Linked DNA regions of Sus scrofa: region 2 is linked to region 1. The links are chromatin contacts, called in public HiChIP or PLAC-seq maps. All regions are on one chromosome and are shown on one strand. Each heading gives the region's core, a stretch centred on a gene start, on an enhancer-like site or on the middle of the called end of the contact. The rest is flanking DNA. Distances are from core to core; before and after follow the strand shown. Region 1 has its middle 18 kb from the start of SMIM13. Region 2 overlaps NEDD9 (enhancer of filamentation 1).

What was found. HiChIP or PLAC-seq counts read pairs in DNA pulled down with a chosen protein or histone mark.
Region 2: an H3K27ac HiChIP or PLAC-seq map of skeletal muscle shows a contact between it and region 1, with 4 times the contacts expected there. The contact joins two enhancer-like sites. A contact is called at or near these places in 1 of 47 Hi-C or Micro-C datasets (embryonic fibroblasts) and 1 of 2 datasets of contacts at active chromatin or transcription factors (skeletal muscle).

Annotation. Positions count from the first base shown.
Region 1 is chr7:7,790,619-7,795,074 of Sscrofa11.1, reverse strand. No RefSeq gene overlaps it. Among named protein-coding and RNA genes, the nearest start is that of SMIM13, 18 kb to the right of the region's middle. Within about 2 kb of position 2,259, at least 4 of the 83 cell types and tissues checked have an H3K27ac peak or open chromatin away from gene starts, as enhancers often do. A contact at or near this core is called in skeletal muscle, where this site is marked.
Region 2 is chr7:8,001,520-8,005,975 of Sscrofa11.1, reverse strand. All of the region lies in intron 2 of NEDD9 (enhancer of filamentation 1), which reads left to right. Among named protein-coding and RNA genes, the nearest start is that of NEDD9, 90 kb to the left of the region's middle. Within about 2 kb of position 2,650, at least 16 of the 83 cell types and tissues checked have an H3K27ac peak or open chromatin away from gene starts, as enhancers often do. A contact at or near this core is called in skeletal muscle, where this site is marked.

The sequences.
Region 1 (4,456 bases), core at 1,010-3,509:
GGTGACATTTTTCAAGGAAAGATATTCCTTGTTCAAGAAGGAAAAAATGTCCCTTTTTTGAATAGCAGTTTTAGGAAATGGGAATTTGGATAATCCTTGGGTCAAGTAGGAATTTAAAAAAGAGAAACAGTCATTCGCAGAGCTTAACATTTTCATAGAAAGATTGTAAGTTTATAAGAGAATATTCTTTTCTCTCTTGTGTATCTAATTTTATATTTTCATGTGAAAACTCAGACTGATTCCTTAGATATGAGATCACAAGTCATACAGAACCGTAGTTGGAGTTTGGAATTAATGTTTTCAGTTCTCTTGAGAAGTTATCTATCTTCATGTTCACATTTAAAGGACATCAAAAAATTAACTGGAAATTAAGGGGCTAACCTAAATAAACTAATTTTCACTCAAAAATGATACAAACCAATAAATCAAAATGAACTGCAAAAAAAGGATCAGTAGAGATAAAAGCAAAAATAATTAGAAAGCAAGCTTTTTGCTTTTTAAAAGTCCAACAAAAAAAGACAAATCCATGCAACTGTGCGCAGGGAGGAACAGAAAAAACAAAAACAAAAAACAAAAAAAAACCCATGAGTCTGTAACAGAAATGAAAAGAGTAATTATCATAGTATGGCAGAAAGACTACTATGTACAATTCTGTTAATGTGCTTGAAAATCTCAATGAAGTAGGACAGTTCCTGCAAAATTTAAATACAGCAAAATCAGGAAGAATAGAATCCTGTATGGGAGAGAATCCCTAGGGGAAAAAACTGGAAAATTTACAAAGAAATACCCACCCAATCAGACACTGGATTCTAGATGGATTTTAAAGAGAGTTCTGTCAAGAAAGATACAAACAATGCTACTGGTGACATATGTGATATGCAACCTCAGTGTTTGTTTTTCTGAAAATATCTTTATTTTGCCTCCACTTTAGAAGGATATTTTCACCCATACAGATTTCTTTCTTTCTTTCTCTCTCTCGCCTTTCTTTCTTGCTCTCTTTCTTTCTTTCTTGGCTGCACCTGCAGCATATGGAGGTTCCCAGACTAGGGGTCGAATTGGAGCTACAGCTGCCAGCCTACCAGAGCTGCAGCAATGCAGGATCTGAGCCATGTCTCCGACCTACACCACAGCTCACGGCAACTCCGGACCCCCAGCCCACTGAGCGAGGCCAGGGATCAAACCCGCATCCTCATGGATACTGGTCAGGTTTATTACCACTGAGCCACAAGGGGAACTCCAAGTACAGATTTCTAAACTGGTTGTTATTTACTTTCAGCCTTTTAAAGGTGTCATTTCATTATGTGGTTTCCATAATTTCTGTTGAGACTTAGCATTTAGCCTTATTTTTGCTCTTTGGAAATAATGCATCTTTTTTTTTCTCTCTACTTGCTATTATGACTTTCTCTTTTGATTTTGTTTTATTGCCAACGTGTAGTGTATTGTTGCCTTTATCCTGCTTGGGGTTCTGAGTAATTTTTGTCTCTCTGACTCAAAATTTTTATCCCTTTTGGAAAATTTTGGGTTATTATCTCCACAAATATTGCTTTGGCTACATCCTTTCTTGCTTCTCTTCTTGAACTCCAATTACATGTGTTAAAATGTCTCACGTAATAGACCACGTCACACGTCTCTTACGCATTTCTGTATTTCCCATCCTTTTTGTCTTCTGTACTGCAGTCAGGATATATTTCTACTGCCCTCTCTCCAGCTCACCCGTCCTCTCTTCAGCTGTGTCCAATTTGCTGTTAAACTCGTTTTGAGCCCAAATTTTAATGACTATATAGTTTTCAGTTCTAGAATTTCTGTTTGCTCTTTGGAAGACATGGATTCCAGTTCCCTAGGAAAACTTCTCATTTATTTTCATGATCACATGAATGACAATTATTTTTAAATCTGTGACTGATGACTGCAATAATCCGGGACACCTGTGAGTGTATTTCTAGTAGGCTTTTTTTCTCTTGGCTCTCTTTCTTGGATCCTAGGGATTTGGGATTGAATGCTGCTGATTCCTGTGCCTGAAAGAGGGATCTGGTGAAGTTACTTTCCTCCAGAGCGATTCAGTCTATGTCTGCCAGGCAACTATCCAATCAGGGACTAAGGTTATTCAAGGCTGAGTTGTGGTGAGGCTGGATTTACTCTAACGGACCCCCTCTGAAGGGTCCCAACTGAAAGCCTACGGCATTTACAGAGTGCAGCCTCCTGCTCAGTTCCTGATTTCCAGATTTTAGCTGCACAACATCAGAGTGCCAAAAATTCCACTCTGTTTTCCAGCTGCTTTTCTTGGCTTCCTAGCCTTTCCCTTTATGTGACTAAGATTCACCGAGTACTTTAAAGAGAAAACCATCAAATATCAGGCTGACATCTCTGTACCTCCCTTCTTTTTTTTTTTTTTTTTTTTTTCTGGAATCTTAGCTTCTTGAATCCTGGCTGATCTGGGAGCCTCATGCTCCAGGTCTTGTTTCCTCAGACCTCTCAGACTGCTGAGCGCTCCAAGCTTCCCGGCTTCTCCTTAGCCTCTCAGGCTCTTTCTAGAAGCCAGGAATTGCTAAATGCCAAGAGGAGAAAAGCAGCTTTCAGAACGTTGGGCTCACTTCAGTGAGATTCCCTTCTCTGGTCTCTGGACCCATCAACGCCAGGTTATTGCAGCCACTCTCCAAAAACTTCAAACAGATGAGTTTTCACTGTATCCATCTTTTCCAGTTGTTCTCAGTGGGAGCAGCAATTTCCTGGTAACTGCTCCATCATACCTGGAAGTGAGAGTTGTCTCTTTGTTTCTTTTGACAACTTCAAAGAACGTCATTTCCTGGAGATACTAGAGCTTCTTCAACTGACTCTCTACTGAGAAAGATTTGGGTCATTCCCCCCTTTTGCTGTAACATACGAAGCCATGGTGAACAGCCTTCTGCATATGGCTTCATATGTTTACAGTGGACCATTTGAGATAAAATCCTGGAAGTATCATTGCTGGATAAAAGAGTGAATGCATATGCAATTTTGCTAGATAGTGCCAATTTCATTTCACGGAAATTGTACCATTTTGGGTCCCCGCTTGCAGTGTAAAAAAATACGTGTTTTCACAAAGTCTTGCCAAAATTTGCATTGTCAAGCTTTGGAGATCTCTTCAATCTGATAGATGGGAGACAGAATCTCGTAGGGCTGATGTGCATTTCTGTTATTGTGAATGAGGGCTCCTAGTGGCCTTTGAACTCTCTAGTCATACCTTTGCTTATTTTTAAAAATCAGATTATGAGTCCTCCTTCTCAATTTTTAGGAAACCCTTATTACATTAATTATATGAGTACTGTGTGATGTAAATTACACATTTTTTCCCAATTCGTAATTATCTTATGACTTATTTTGTTGTTTGCAATGTTGTCAAATTTCTTTCATTGTCCAGATTTTTTTTTTAATAGTTAGAAATTTCCACTCTGGGATTATAAATATAAGATTTACCCATGATTTCTTCTTGTGTTTGTATGTGTTTCTGTTTTTGTTTAATTTTCGTTTAGACCTCCAATGCATTTATAATTTCTCCCAGAGTACACTGTGAGAAAAAGATCTGTTGCTTTTTTTTTTTCTTCTATCTATTTGGCCCAATATGATTTAAAGTTCATTTTCCCCTCTGATTTCAATGCTTCTTTTGTCATATACTAGATTTTCCTTATGTATATTCTATTCTGATCCATTAGTTTATAAGTCTTTTCCTGAGCCAATACCTCACTGCTTTAATTTAGAGGATGTTGAATGTTTTACTAACTCTAATAAGATTAGCCATGCATTAAATATTCTTTCCAAGTATTTCCTGGCTATTTTAGTTGTTTATTCTTCCATACAAACTTTCAAATCTACTTGTCTAGTTCCAGGAAAAAAAAAAAAAAAAAACCTGAGGAAGTTATTGAGGCTGCATTAAATTTATAAAACTAATTTAGGGAGAAATAACATCTTTATAATGTTGGTTTTTCCTATGGAAGATTATGGGGTTTTTTTTTTCAATTTGTTCAAACTATTTTTATATAGTTCATGAGTGTTTTGCAGTTTTATTATTTTTGCATACTTATTAGGTTTATATGTAGGCATTTAAATATTTGTTCTTATATAGTCTTCCATTATATTTTCAAATTGTTTATAGTTTATGTATAGATTGTTTCATTTGTTAAGTTCATCATATTTTCAGTATGCTAATTTCATGTCCTGCTTTTGTAGGATTTTTCCATTGATTCTTTGGGTTTTCCAGATATGCAATTATAGTACCGACAAAGAGTTTGCAGCTTCCTTTCCAATTATTACAAGTTTTCTCTTGTTTAATGGCATTAGCTAACATTCCAGTTCAATGTTAAATAATTGTAGAGGTATTCTTTTCTTCCTTCTGACTTGAAATAAATGCCTCCCTAAAAGTCAAATAAGAAGCTGGCTTTTGGACACACACAATTTTTTTTTTTTTTTCGTCCTTTTAGGG
Region 2 (4,456 bases), core at 1,401-3,900, 210 kb before region 1:
TGTACGGCAAAGTGAATCAGTTATACATATACATATATCCATTCTTTTGTCCCGTATAAGATTTGATAGAACATTGCATAGGCTATACAGCAGGTCCTTGTTAGTCTTCTGTTTTATAAATAGTAGTGTGTATGTGTTAATCCTTCCTCCACATTTTTCCCTCCCCACCGCAGTTTCCCCTTTGGTAACCATAAGTTTGATTTGGAAACCTGTGGGTTTGTTTCTGTTTTATAAATAAATCCTCTTGGATCATTTTTATTAGATTCCACATATAAGTGATATCATGTGATATTTGCCTTTCTCTGTCTGACTTAGTATTATTCTAAGTGAAGCAAGTTAATACCTGTTTTTGAAACAGCTTTACTAAAATATAAATCACCTCCGGTAGAGTTCACTTACTCCAAGTGAACAACTCAGTGTTTTTAATATATTCACACAGTTGTGCAACCATCACCACAATCTAATCTTAGAATATTTTCATCACTCTAAAAAAAAGAAACCCTCAGCCCCTTAGCAGTTACTAGGCAGTCAGCCATTACCTGGTGGTCATCAGAAAACCACGAATCTACTTTCTTTTTCTCTACAATGTAGTAATCAAAAAACTTTCCATAAAGAAAAACCCAGATCCAGTGGTATCGCTAGTGCATGCTACTAATGTTTAAAGAATCCCTATCTTCCATACACTTTCCCCAAAAAAAGAAAAGAGAAGGGGACACTTTCCAGCTCGTTGCACCAAAGCCCAATATTACCCTGATAGCAAAACCAGACAAGACATCTTAAGAAAACTCTACATGCAAACTCTATGACTTGACTGGAAGTTTTTGCATCACTCTGCTTCCAAAATGAAATACAAATACCTCAGATTTCTGAAAAGAAGTCATTTCTCTTCGCCCACATGGACATAGATTGATGATGCCCACAGACAGGGCCTCCAGAGAAGGGAGCAGATCCTAGATTCCAGGACATTGTATCTGCCACTCCTAGTTCCAAAAAAAAGCGCTCACAGTTGGGAAGCTCCTCCTTTTGAAGGATTTGCTCGAGTTTCATGACTGAGAGCAAGGCCATCCCATGCACAACTGTGTTGAATTAAGCCAAGTCCAGAATTGATTCATTTCCACTCTTGTCCTATCTTTCCTCATTATCACGCGACAGCAACTCAGTGACCCCAGCTCTCCTCTCCACTCAAAGTTATAATCTCTCAGAACCTTCATTTACATTCAAGTCAAAATGAAAGATAACAATATAAGGAATGGTTTGGGAATTCCTGTTGTGGCTTAGCAGGTTACAAACCTGACTAGTATTCATGAAGATGCAAATTCGATCCCTAGCCTAGGTCAGAGGGTTAAGGATCCCGTATTGCCCTGAGCTGAGGTGTAGGTCACAGACCTGGCTCAGATCCAGAGTGACTATGGCTGTGGTGCAGTCCAGCAGCTGCAGTTCTGATTTGACCCCTAGCCTGGAAACTTCCATATGCCGCAGGTGCGGCCCTAAAAAAAAAATAAAAGTTTCCACTAGACTATGTGCATTTTATCAGAGATTTGAGCTTGCACCTAAAGACTGGAAATGTATTGTCTCTGTCATCAGAAAGTTTTATAGGGAATAATTTAAGGGGCAAGATCATGTGGGTGCAGAGGGGCTCTGGATTTTCCTAGCCCTTAAAAGCAAGACTCTATTTTAACTCTGATGTCCAACTCTAGGCTGCTAGAAACATAAAGAAGGAAGCGCTGTAAGTACACCTGTTTGCATAGCGTTTCTGAAATTTGACCAAGATGTACTCAGTAGCGGTTCTGTAAGCAAAGTAAACAGGATTCTCTAAGGAAACATATCCATATCCATTTTTGTGCTTTCTAGAATAAATGTATCTCCTTCCAATGACCTCTATGTCCAAGATTATTGAAAGCCTCTGTAGATGCAGCCTCAGCAATAGAATAGATAACTTTAAAACTCTTTAATTTCAATAACATGGGACCATCAAGCAGAGCTTTAAATCCTTTAATGATTTAGAAGATGTTTCTAGTATCTGATAACTAGTCACTTTAAATCATGAGTATTTGGTACTCTAATCACCAAGGGAATGTGTGGCCAGGCCTCAGAAAGCCCTATTTCCCTCATTTACCTCTGAGATTAAGAGCATCCAGAAGACAGGCATTGTGTTTGCTCTGGGACCATGCAGTCCTTTAATTCCCATTGGCACCATCTGGACGAATTCCATTTTAAGAGCAAGTAGGTGAGGTCTTCTAATCATTGGCGGATCTCTTATCACAGAGCCAAATCTCCGTAACTACCAGGGGCTTAATCTTCCCCGGACAATGCCATATAAAGTGTTAGTCCCCAACTTTTTCATTAGAAAAAGAGCAGAGGGCTGAAGTGCAGGAAATCTGATGAGTCATTAGGGTGAGCTCATGGGTGAAAAATGGGGACAACTAAAATACTAAATGAATGATGGAAAGAACTTAAATTTCTATTAATGTCTTTAGGTTACGAAAGTAGGGCACATAAAAAAAAGGGGGAGGGGGGCTCATATGAAGGGAAACATGAAGGTGGACGCAGATAAAAAGAAATTTCAACAGAGGAATGCTTCCAGGAGACGGCACTGGGAGACGGCTCATTTTATTTTATTATGTAATAAAAAGGGAAAATGGAGGTTTATTTTTTTTTTTAAAGGATCAGGCCAAAGGAGTTTTTAGCATGTGTTATGAACTCATTCACAGAGGCACCAACATATTTTAGGGCAACGTTGTCTAAAAATAACTTGCTCCATCCGTCTGGGACATTTTTTCAGCCTTTTGCCAAGAATCCAATTAATGTGTGTCTTTTTTTTTTTTTTTTTTCCTTTCAGGCAACTTTATGTGGATTTTATATCTCATACTCTTCCATAAAGAAAATTCATACACCCAAGTGGATGTGAATAATATGATACATGAATAGCTAAGATCCTAAGGCTCATAATGCAATTACTTGATTCCCTCTGGCCCAGGATATTTATAAAGATCCATTAACTCAGTTAAGGTACTCTTAAAGCTCCCTTCCTCTGTATCCCCAGGTTCCATCATATTTCACTCGTGCAAAGAGCTGGCGCTCAGACTCTCTACTTCTATGAAGCCGGCAGGGAGTGGGCAAGGAAAAAAGTCTAGGGAATGGAAGCCAGACAGGGACGTTCTGCCTTGCTCGGAGTTTATGTGTAGAAATACTTAAATCTAAAGGGTGAAGCTGGCCTATCTTCCTGGGGTGTTAGTAAATAATAACACACGTTAGTAGCCACCGTGTCAAATGTATTAAGGAATAGGATGCACATGAACTTTTAAGGCAAAACACAATAAGACTTCAAAAATATTTCATGATTTTTTTTTTTCCCTAAGTGGGCTACTTTCGGCTGAGCCTCCAGCCTCCGGGAAAGCTTCACACCATAAAGCATAATTTTAGGAAAAAGCCATGGTGGGATATTCCCTGGGGGGAGTATGGCTATCATTCTAACAAAACAGTTAAGGCAAATCACTGTTAGCTATGGATTTTACTACTGGAAGAGACTTAATCTGACCTAGCCAATTATTTTAAAGACAAAACTGAAAGCAAAGATAAAAGGTAGAGAAAGGTCTTGGATGGGTTTTCCTTCCTTCTAACAGGGTCCAGAAGTAAAATTTTCCATGCAGTGAGCTGCTGACCATGTTCCAAACACGCCGTTGTGTGTTGGCTAACAAGCTCCTTTTGCATGCAAGGCCTTCTTCCTTTGGAAAAGTTTTACTCTTTCTTAAGACTGAGCTTAACATTATCTCCTTGCGTAAAACTTTTTCTGCTTACCCGAGCAGAGTGATCTGCTTTCTTCTCTGTGCTCTAATAGATCTGTAAATATAATTATGCTTTTAGGGCTTCTCATCTTAAAAAAAAAGGTAAACATTGTTCTTCTCTGATCTCGCTCTCCAATGCCATCCTACCCATGTCTGCCTCTTGATAGCTAGGAATCCCAAAAGAATTGTTTCCAAACTCAGACTGTTACTTACTTCCTCACCTCCCTTTCCTCCTCAGTCCACACCGCCTGGCTTCTCATCGCTCCACGTCACTGAAATTATTCTTGGTAAAGGCACCAGTGACTTTTATGCTGCCCAATCCCATGGCTGCTTGCCTTGGTAAATGTATAGTTTCTTTGTTTTCTTATTCTGCAGAAACGGTTTTTCCTTCCTCTACCTGAGTTCCTGGCAGATAGCAGCTATGTAATGAATATGAATGTGAAGGAATAAATGAATTAGTTAATGGATGCGCTGAGGTTGGTCAAAGGCTGTTTCCTGTTCTTGTCACTGTTCCTGATCCTTTGTACTTGGAATGACCCTAAGGCTCATAGCAGAGAAAAATGGGCCACGAGCCATGGGCTTTCTGGCTGGCAGTAAGCTGGACCAAACAGAATAATCATCCGCAAGGCAAAGTGAGATAGAGGCGTCCACCATGGGATATTGGCACCAGG